2 separate regions of the Nomascus leucogenys genome follow, and region 1 is linked to region 2. Evidence: chromatin contacts called from public Hi-C data. All regions are on one chromosome and are shown on one strand. Each heading gives the region's core, a stretch centred on a gene start, on an enhancer-like site or on the middle of the called end of the contact. The rest is flanking DNA. Distances are from core to core; before and after follow the strand shown. Region 1 has its middle 13 kb from the start of PRKCE. Region 2 overlaps PRKCE (protein kinase C epsilon type).

Region 1 (3,275 bases), core at 25-2,524, 300 kb before region 2:
GATTATTACATAAGATGTTAGCATGTGACAAAAATGTGCATCTTAGAATTGGAGAAATATGGTAATATATATTTCGTTTGGCTATTCTGATGATTAAAGAGTTGTCAAGGCCAGGTGCAGTGGTTGCACCTATGATCCCGGCACCTTGGGAGGCCAAGGTGGGAAGATAGCTTGAGCCCAGGAGTTCAAGACCAGCCTGGGAAACATAGTGAGAGCCTGTCTCTATAAAAAAAAAAAATTATTATTATTTTTTAATTAACCTGGCATGATGGTGTTGGTTCCAGCTACTCAGGAGGCTGAAGTGGGAGGATCACTTAAATATGGGAGGTCAAGGCTGCAGTGAGCTGTGATTGCACCACTGCCCTCCAGTCTGGGTGACAGAATGAGATACTGTTTCAAAAAAAAAAAAATTGTTAAGGCCGGGTGTGCTGGCTCATGCCTGTAATCCCAGCACTCTGGGAGACCAAGGCAGGTGGATCACCTCAGGTCAGAAGTTCGAGACCAGCCCGGCCAACATGGCAAAACCCCGTCTCTACTTAAAAAACAAAAATTAGCTGGGCGTGGCGGCTCACACCTGTAATCCCAGCACTTTGGGAGGCCAAGGTGGGTGGATCACCTGAGGTCAGGAGTTTGAGACTAGCCTGGCCAACATGGTGAAACCCCATCTCTACTAAAAATACAAAAATTCACTGGGTGTAGTGGCGTACACTTGTAATCCCAGCTACTCAGGAGGCTAAGACAGGAGAATCACTTGAACCTGGGAGGCAGAGGTTGCAGTGAGCTGAGACCTCACCATTGCACTCCAGCCTGGGCAAAAAGAGTGAAACTTTGTCTCAAAAAAAAAAAAAAAAGTTACATATTGATTTCTGGCACATAGTTCTCAACGAATAGTTGTTAGCTTTTATCACTGTGGTTACTAGTACTACTATTTTAAGAAATGAATAGCGAAACTTGTAATAAGTTGTAAAATGCTCCTCACGCTCTGCCCTCCTACCGCATATCTTACCCACTTTGCTGTTGAATTTTCAAGCCCTGGTACCTGCAAACATGAATGTATGGATGTCACCAGAAAAAAAACAAGCGAAACATTGACCACTTCTCAGTTCTTGTTAGAGGAAAACCACAATGGCACGTTAAATGTTGTGGCAGCAGGGTCAGATCTGGCATGTACATGCTGGTTCTCACAGGATGAGTGAATCGGGGCAGGAACTGAGCGATGTTTGCATCAATCCTTCACTGAAGGACAGGGGACGAGGGCCACGTCCAGGGTGATAAGAACATGGACCTACGCTGCGGCTCTGGGTCTGCCGCTTGCCAACCCTGGCACTTCAGTCATGTGGCTCAAGGTCATTTCGGTCTCACTTTCTTCTCTGTGGAAACAGAGAAAAATAACTACTCCTTTACTGCACTGAGAGATACATACCTTAGGGTTCCAGTGGGTCAAATGGCTGGAAAACCATGGCTGCGAAGGGAAAGGCACTTAACCACATTGTTTCCCTATATTTCATTTATATTATCATTCAAGTTCTTTGACTCTTTCCATGCAGTTCTACATCTCGCTGTCGGAAGGAACGGTGTATAGGGGGATACCCAGATCTGGTCCTGGAGCCAAACTTAGTGGGACGCTGGGCACAGGGCAAATCCCTTTGTGTGCCCTGACTCTTCACACCAAAACCCCATTATCCAGGAACCACGTTGCGGGAAAGGGGAAGCTGTAGGTCCTAGAGCTAAAAGAATTAAGAATGAAATGTTCCAAAGAGACAGTGTATATAACAGAAACTATTTCCTGAGAAGCAGTTGTGCCAGCTACTGTACTTACTGGTAATTAGTGGCTACAGCCCCCTATTGCATTTGAATAAATGGAGGCCCATTGAGAGGCAGGTGATTTTCCTAAGATCCTAGAGCTTCCGAGATGGATTCCTCCTGCACATTACACTGTGCTGTAGGGACGGGCACCCCATGCGAACCATCTGGATTGCACAGGTGACAGTGCTGGGGAGTCTTCATGAGAATGACTGGGCAGCTAAGCACTGGCTAAGAATCCTTTCTTCCTTTCTCTTTTATTTAACAAATGTTTATTGGAGCCTAGCAAGACCTCCACACCCTAAAAATACTCCATGGAATCTGACGCACAGTCCTTGATTCAGGAAGTTTGCACAGTAGTGGGAAAGGCCATGAGTGAACCTGGGTTTCGTGGGACCTGAAACTTAAGCAATTTGGAGAGCCCTCTTTCGGAAAAAGAACACCAAATTAGAAACTGGGGCTTGGAGGGAGTACAGCAAATGAAGGGCCCTAGAGCTTAAGCCTTATGAGCACCACTGTAATTCTGCTTTTTGGGAAACAAGCAAGTGATGACAATAAAATGTAGTGTGGGCTGATGAGAGATCAGGAGAGTCACCTAGAAAAAATGCCTTCTAAGGTGAGGCCCACAGGATGGGCCAGAGAGTCCTGGGAGAGGGAATAATAGGAGCAGGATGCAGGCAAGGAAGAGGAGCTGGTGTGGTTTTCAGGGAGTGAGGACAGCATCGTTTTCTCCTTCCTTTCCTAGATCACGAAGCACCTGGGATGGTCCCAAAGTGCAGAGCCTTGAGCTGCCACACCCTAGAGGTTAACAGGACCCTTTCATCGGCAGGGGTGTCACCTTTTCTCCAAGCTCCCTGGGACATCTCAGGCCCTAGGAGAAGGCTTCCATACTTGGTTCTCACGCTCCAGGAAGAACACCAACCTGCTTTGAGGTCCCTGGCCTTTGTTCCTGGTTAGCTTACATTTGCTTTTGCAAGAACGAAATGAGCCAGAAAAACTTCCTTTGTCAGAAGTTAACCTTGAGGTCTAATAGGCTCAGAGAAAGGGAAGACAGGGGAGAGGTAGAGGGAGAGAGATGTAGGGAAAAGACTAACCATAAATAGGAAATCCTTCTGAGGCAAAAGCTTGAGCGACATCTACCCTAACCCAAGGTGGAGTAAAGTTTGTGCCCCTCTGAAAGCATTCAGCAAGGTGTCCGAGGGGCCGTTAAGGTCCCTTAGGGGGCAGTGTGGGCTTTGTTTCCCCATGTGCAGCACAGTGCCTTGCCTGTTGAATCCTGATGCCAATGCACTCACCTCTTCACCTCCCCAGCCCCCAGCCCCCAGGCCAGGTCAGCAGCTAAGAAGGCCCTGATGTCTGAGCCTGGGTCTCTGTGCAGCCCACCAGCTGGAGCAGCAGCCTTTGCCTGGCGGGGTGTCGGGGCTTCCTTGGAGACTCAGATTCCAGGGAATTATAAAACACACTCTCCAGCT
Region 2 (3,788 bases), core at 158-2,657:
AAAAAAATTTTTTTAAATTAGCCAGGCATGGTGGCATGTGCCTGTAGTCCCAGCTACTTGTGAGGCTGAGGCAGGAGCACTGCTTGAGCCTGGGAGGTTGAGGCTGCAGTGAGCCATGATCATGCGACTGCACTCCAGCCTGGGCAGCAAAGCGAGACTCTCTCTCTCTCTTACACACACAGACACACACACACACACACACACACAAATAGAAAATGGAAATGGAAATGGAAATCATAGATAATGTTTGTCTGTAAGAGATGATGAGGGGGACCATACCTTAAAGAACTTGGCCTTCTGTTATTGGCAAGTGAGTACATATATTTGTTTTTCAGTGTTTTCAGTTTGAATATTGTTAGTTAAAATACTTAAAGTACATACATCTTTTCTTTGCATGATTCTCTGCTTTACTGACTTTTTATTAAACAAACATTCTTCCATTCACCAAAGATAAGTGGGGCAGAAGAAAATGAACTCCCTCCTCTCAGAGCCGGCCTCAAGCTAAGAACTTTTGAAGTACTGTTTTAGCTAAAAAATATTAATACTTTAAAATTTGCATACTATACCATATTTATAAACAAAAGTGTTTTTCTTTTCCAAGGTCTTCATATAAAATTGCAGCTTAGGGTCGGGCACGGTGGCTCACGCCTGTAATCCCAGCACTTTGGGAGGCCAAGGCAGGTGGATCACTTGAGGCCAGGAGTTCCAGACTAGCCTGTCCATCATGGTGAAACCCCATCTCTACTAAAAATACAAAAATTAGCTGGGTGTGGTGATGTGTGCCTGTAATCCCAGCTATTCAGGAGGCTGAGGCAGAAGAATTGCTTGAACCCAGGAGGCAGAGGTTGCAGTGAGCCGAGATCATGCCACCACACTCCAGCCCACACAACAAAGTGAGACTCTGTCTCAAAAAAAAAAAAAAAAATTGCAGCTTAGCTGAATTATTGATAGAAGGTGGCGACTTAGATGCCTTCTCTTCTGGTTTGTCTGCTATGTCTGTGTGCACCTGGACCCATTGTGCTCCGGAAAGCAGGCACACTGGAGCCCTGGAGTGCAGGCTGGCTGGTGTCTTGCAGTGCCTGGCGATGGCTGGGGTTTGGTCCCTGATCTGTCCCCTGGGGTTCCGATGTCTATTGGTGAGGCAGCAGTGTGTGCTCATAGGAGACCCTCTCTCAAGAGGCTCTGTCAGGAGCCAGTCTGCTGCCCTGCCTTTGAGGCTGATCCTTCACCCTAGGAGGGCAGGCACTGAGGGCCAGCACTCTGGTCACGCCCAGGATGCTATGGTGACCACTGAAGAATAAGCTATTACCCTGCCCACCCCTGCCTGCTGTGCCCCCAAGCACCCCTTGGGGGTTACTCACTTGCCTTCCTGGTATCAGGTTAAGAGGTTATTAGACCTTCCATTTATTTACTCAATTCTTCTCCCTGCTCTCCTGAGTAATAACTCAGGAACCCGTGCCCCAGCCATGCTGGAAACATGCTTAGAAAGTAAGGGGAAACCTTTGGGCCAGCACCCACGTGGTTTTGAATCACTCAAGGACAATCCACCTGAGTCACTGGCTTGGTGGCCGTGGGCCAAGCAAGGAATCATCCAGTAGCGCCTCTGCCCTCACTGTCCTCCTCCTCCAGGTTTCTGTACCAAGAGGAAGCCAGCGGAAGGCCCCACATCCAAAACATTGACTAGTGTGCCCCCGTGTGGCTCTGGTGGAAGGGTTCAGAGAATGCAGCCAGGTTTTCCTAACCTTACCCACCAAGGCCAGAGGATGCCCTAAGGACAGCCTGCAGCCCCTGCACCCGTCGTTTTGCATAATCTTTGCTTTTTCTTATTATTATTTCTTAACAGTTAAGCACCCTAAGGCCTCATTTAACTTGAGTTTTGCAAGAAGCGTGGTTTTGCAGGACCCAAAGATTTTCCATTGGTGTAGGGAATGTCTCCTCCCAGCTCTGAGAGACTTCCTCCAATCCACAACCTACTGCAGGTATATGTTCTTATTAAAAGGGGCGGGGACAAAAGCTCTGCCTGTCCCTCTTGTACTTTCAGGCTATAATCAATCAGCAGGCACTCACCTGTTCAGACTGTGACATTGAATTTCCAGGATCAGGACCAGAGCCTGGTACAGACACAAGCCTTCCAGTACTTGTATTTTAAGTTCCATAGATGCTTGGACTTTTGTGGGCTCCTCGGACAGTGATCATGAAAGAAGAGTGCTCCCAGGGGATGAGCAAGATGATCCCCTTTGGCTGGGAAGAAAAGATTCCATGTCCATCTGTTTTTTTTTAACTCCTCTAAAAATGTTCCCTTTATAGTTTCATAGTTGTACTTAAATAAAAATAATTGCACTTAAATAAAAAAACATTTGGGAGGTTATAGCAGAAGCTGTTGGTGTCCCGGCCGTAGCTGTGTCCCTTGGTCTGACACAGAGGTCACTCCCAGAATACACTTAGGACTCCCTGTGTCTCCTTCTGAGGGTGACCTGAGCCACGATGTTATGGGATAGAGGCTAACACCTGGTAGGCCCCACATTTTTGACAATTTGGTTTTAAGAAAACTCGTAGGTATGGCCAGGTGTGGTGGTTCACGCCTGTAATCCCAGCACTTTGGGAGGCTGAGGCAGGCGGATCATGAGGTCAGGAGATCAAGACCATCCTGGCTAATACGGTGAAACCCCATCTCCACTAAAAATACAAAAAAAAAAAAAAAAAAAAAAAAGTAGCCAGGCCTGGTGGCGGGCGCCTGTAGTCCCAGCTACTCGGGAGGCTGAGGCAGGAGAATGGTGTGAACCCGGGAGGTGGAGCTTGCAGTGAGCCAAGATCGTGCCACTGCACTCCAGCCTGGGTGATAAAGTGAGACTCTGTCTCAAAGAAAAAAAAAAAAGAAAACTCGTAGGTATATATCATCGTTCCAATAACAGCTGCCATTATCGAATGCCTGCTGTGTACCTGGTACTTGATAATGATTACATTCTGTCACACCAACTCTGGAAGGTAGATATTATCCTCCCCCGCCCCACTTTTCTTTAAAAAGGTGAGGAAACAGGCTCAGCAATGACTGTGGGGATCTGGGAGCAGACTGCAGGTCTTGCTGGACCCAAGGCCCATTCGCCCTCCTTGCTGCCATGCTGGCTTCTCTACAGTGAGAGCAGCCTTTACGTTATGCACCACTAATGTCACTCAGAGGGTCCCGACCCTTCCCCTTCAGCCTCTTCTTGTTCTCCTCCCTCTGTTCCTCTTGGATTCTCAGGAGCCAGTGTTACCCCAGAAATGAAGAATTAAAGACTGTTCACACCCACATAGAACCATCTGCTCTCTTAGCCTCAGGGCAGGGCTGATGGGGGTGGTATTTAGCCCCTTGGGGAGGTGGTGCAAACATAGAAGCTGGTGTAGATGGCTTGGCTGGAGGGGGGCTATCTGGCAATTCAATGCATCTTGTGAGTTTTGGAGAACTAGGGTGACTATATCATTTATCCTCCAAGAAAGGACACAGTTGAGAATGATAAGTGGCACTATACATAATTAAGAAAATAGGCAAAATCTAGGACCATCCTTAGTGACTTGGAACCTACGTCCTCCCTACCCACTCTATAAATATCCCTGCATTTTCCACCTTGTGTCTGTGATTGACCTGTTGGGTCCCTTTCAACGTTTCAGTGCCCACCCCTCAAACCCCCATCAAGCCTTGCAGCAGCTATTTATTCAGTTAGCAAACTTTTCCTGGCCTCCAATTTGCATTCTTTCCTAACTTTTGGGTCCCTTCTCTTTTGCCTAAATGTTGCCTTTCCCTGGCTGCT

The links. Hi-C and Micro-C count contacts between places; a contact is called where the count stands out from the background.
Region 1: a contact with region 2 is called in a Hi-C map of a lymphoblastoid cell line, with 5 times the contacts expected there. The contact joins two enhancer-like sites. A contact is called at or near these places in 2 of 4 Hi-C or Micro-C datasets (a lymphoblastoid cell line and an unstated tissue).

The regions. Positions count from the first base shown.
Region 1 is chr19:41,069,315-41,072,589 of Asia_NLE_v1, reverse strand. No RefSeq gene overlaps it. Among named protein-coding and RNA genes, the nearest start is that of PRKCE, 13 kb to the right of the region's middle. Within about 2 kb of position 1,274, the one cell type or tissue checked has an H3K27ac peak away from gene starts, as active enhancers do. A contact at or near this core is called in a lymphoblastoid cell line, where this site is marked.
Region 2 is chr19:40,772,015-40,775,802 of Asia_NLE_v1, reverse strand. All of the region lies in intron 2 of PRKCE (protein kinase C epsilon type), which reads left to right. Among named protein-coding and RNA genes, the nearest start is that of PRKCE, 280 kb to the left of the region's middle. Within about 2 kb of position 1,407, the one cell type or tissue checked has an H3K27ac peak away from gene starts, as active enhancers do. A contact at or near this core is called in a lymphoblastoid cell line, where this site is marked.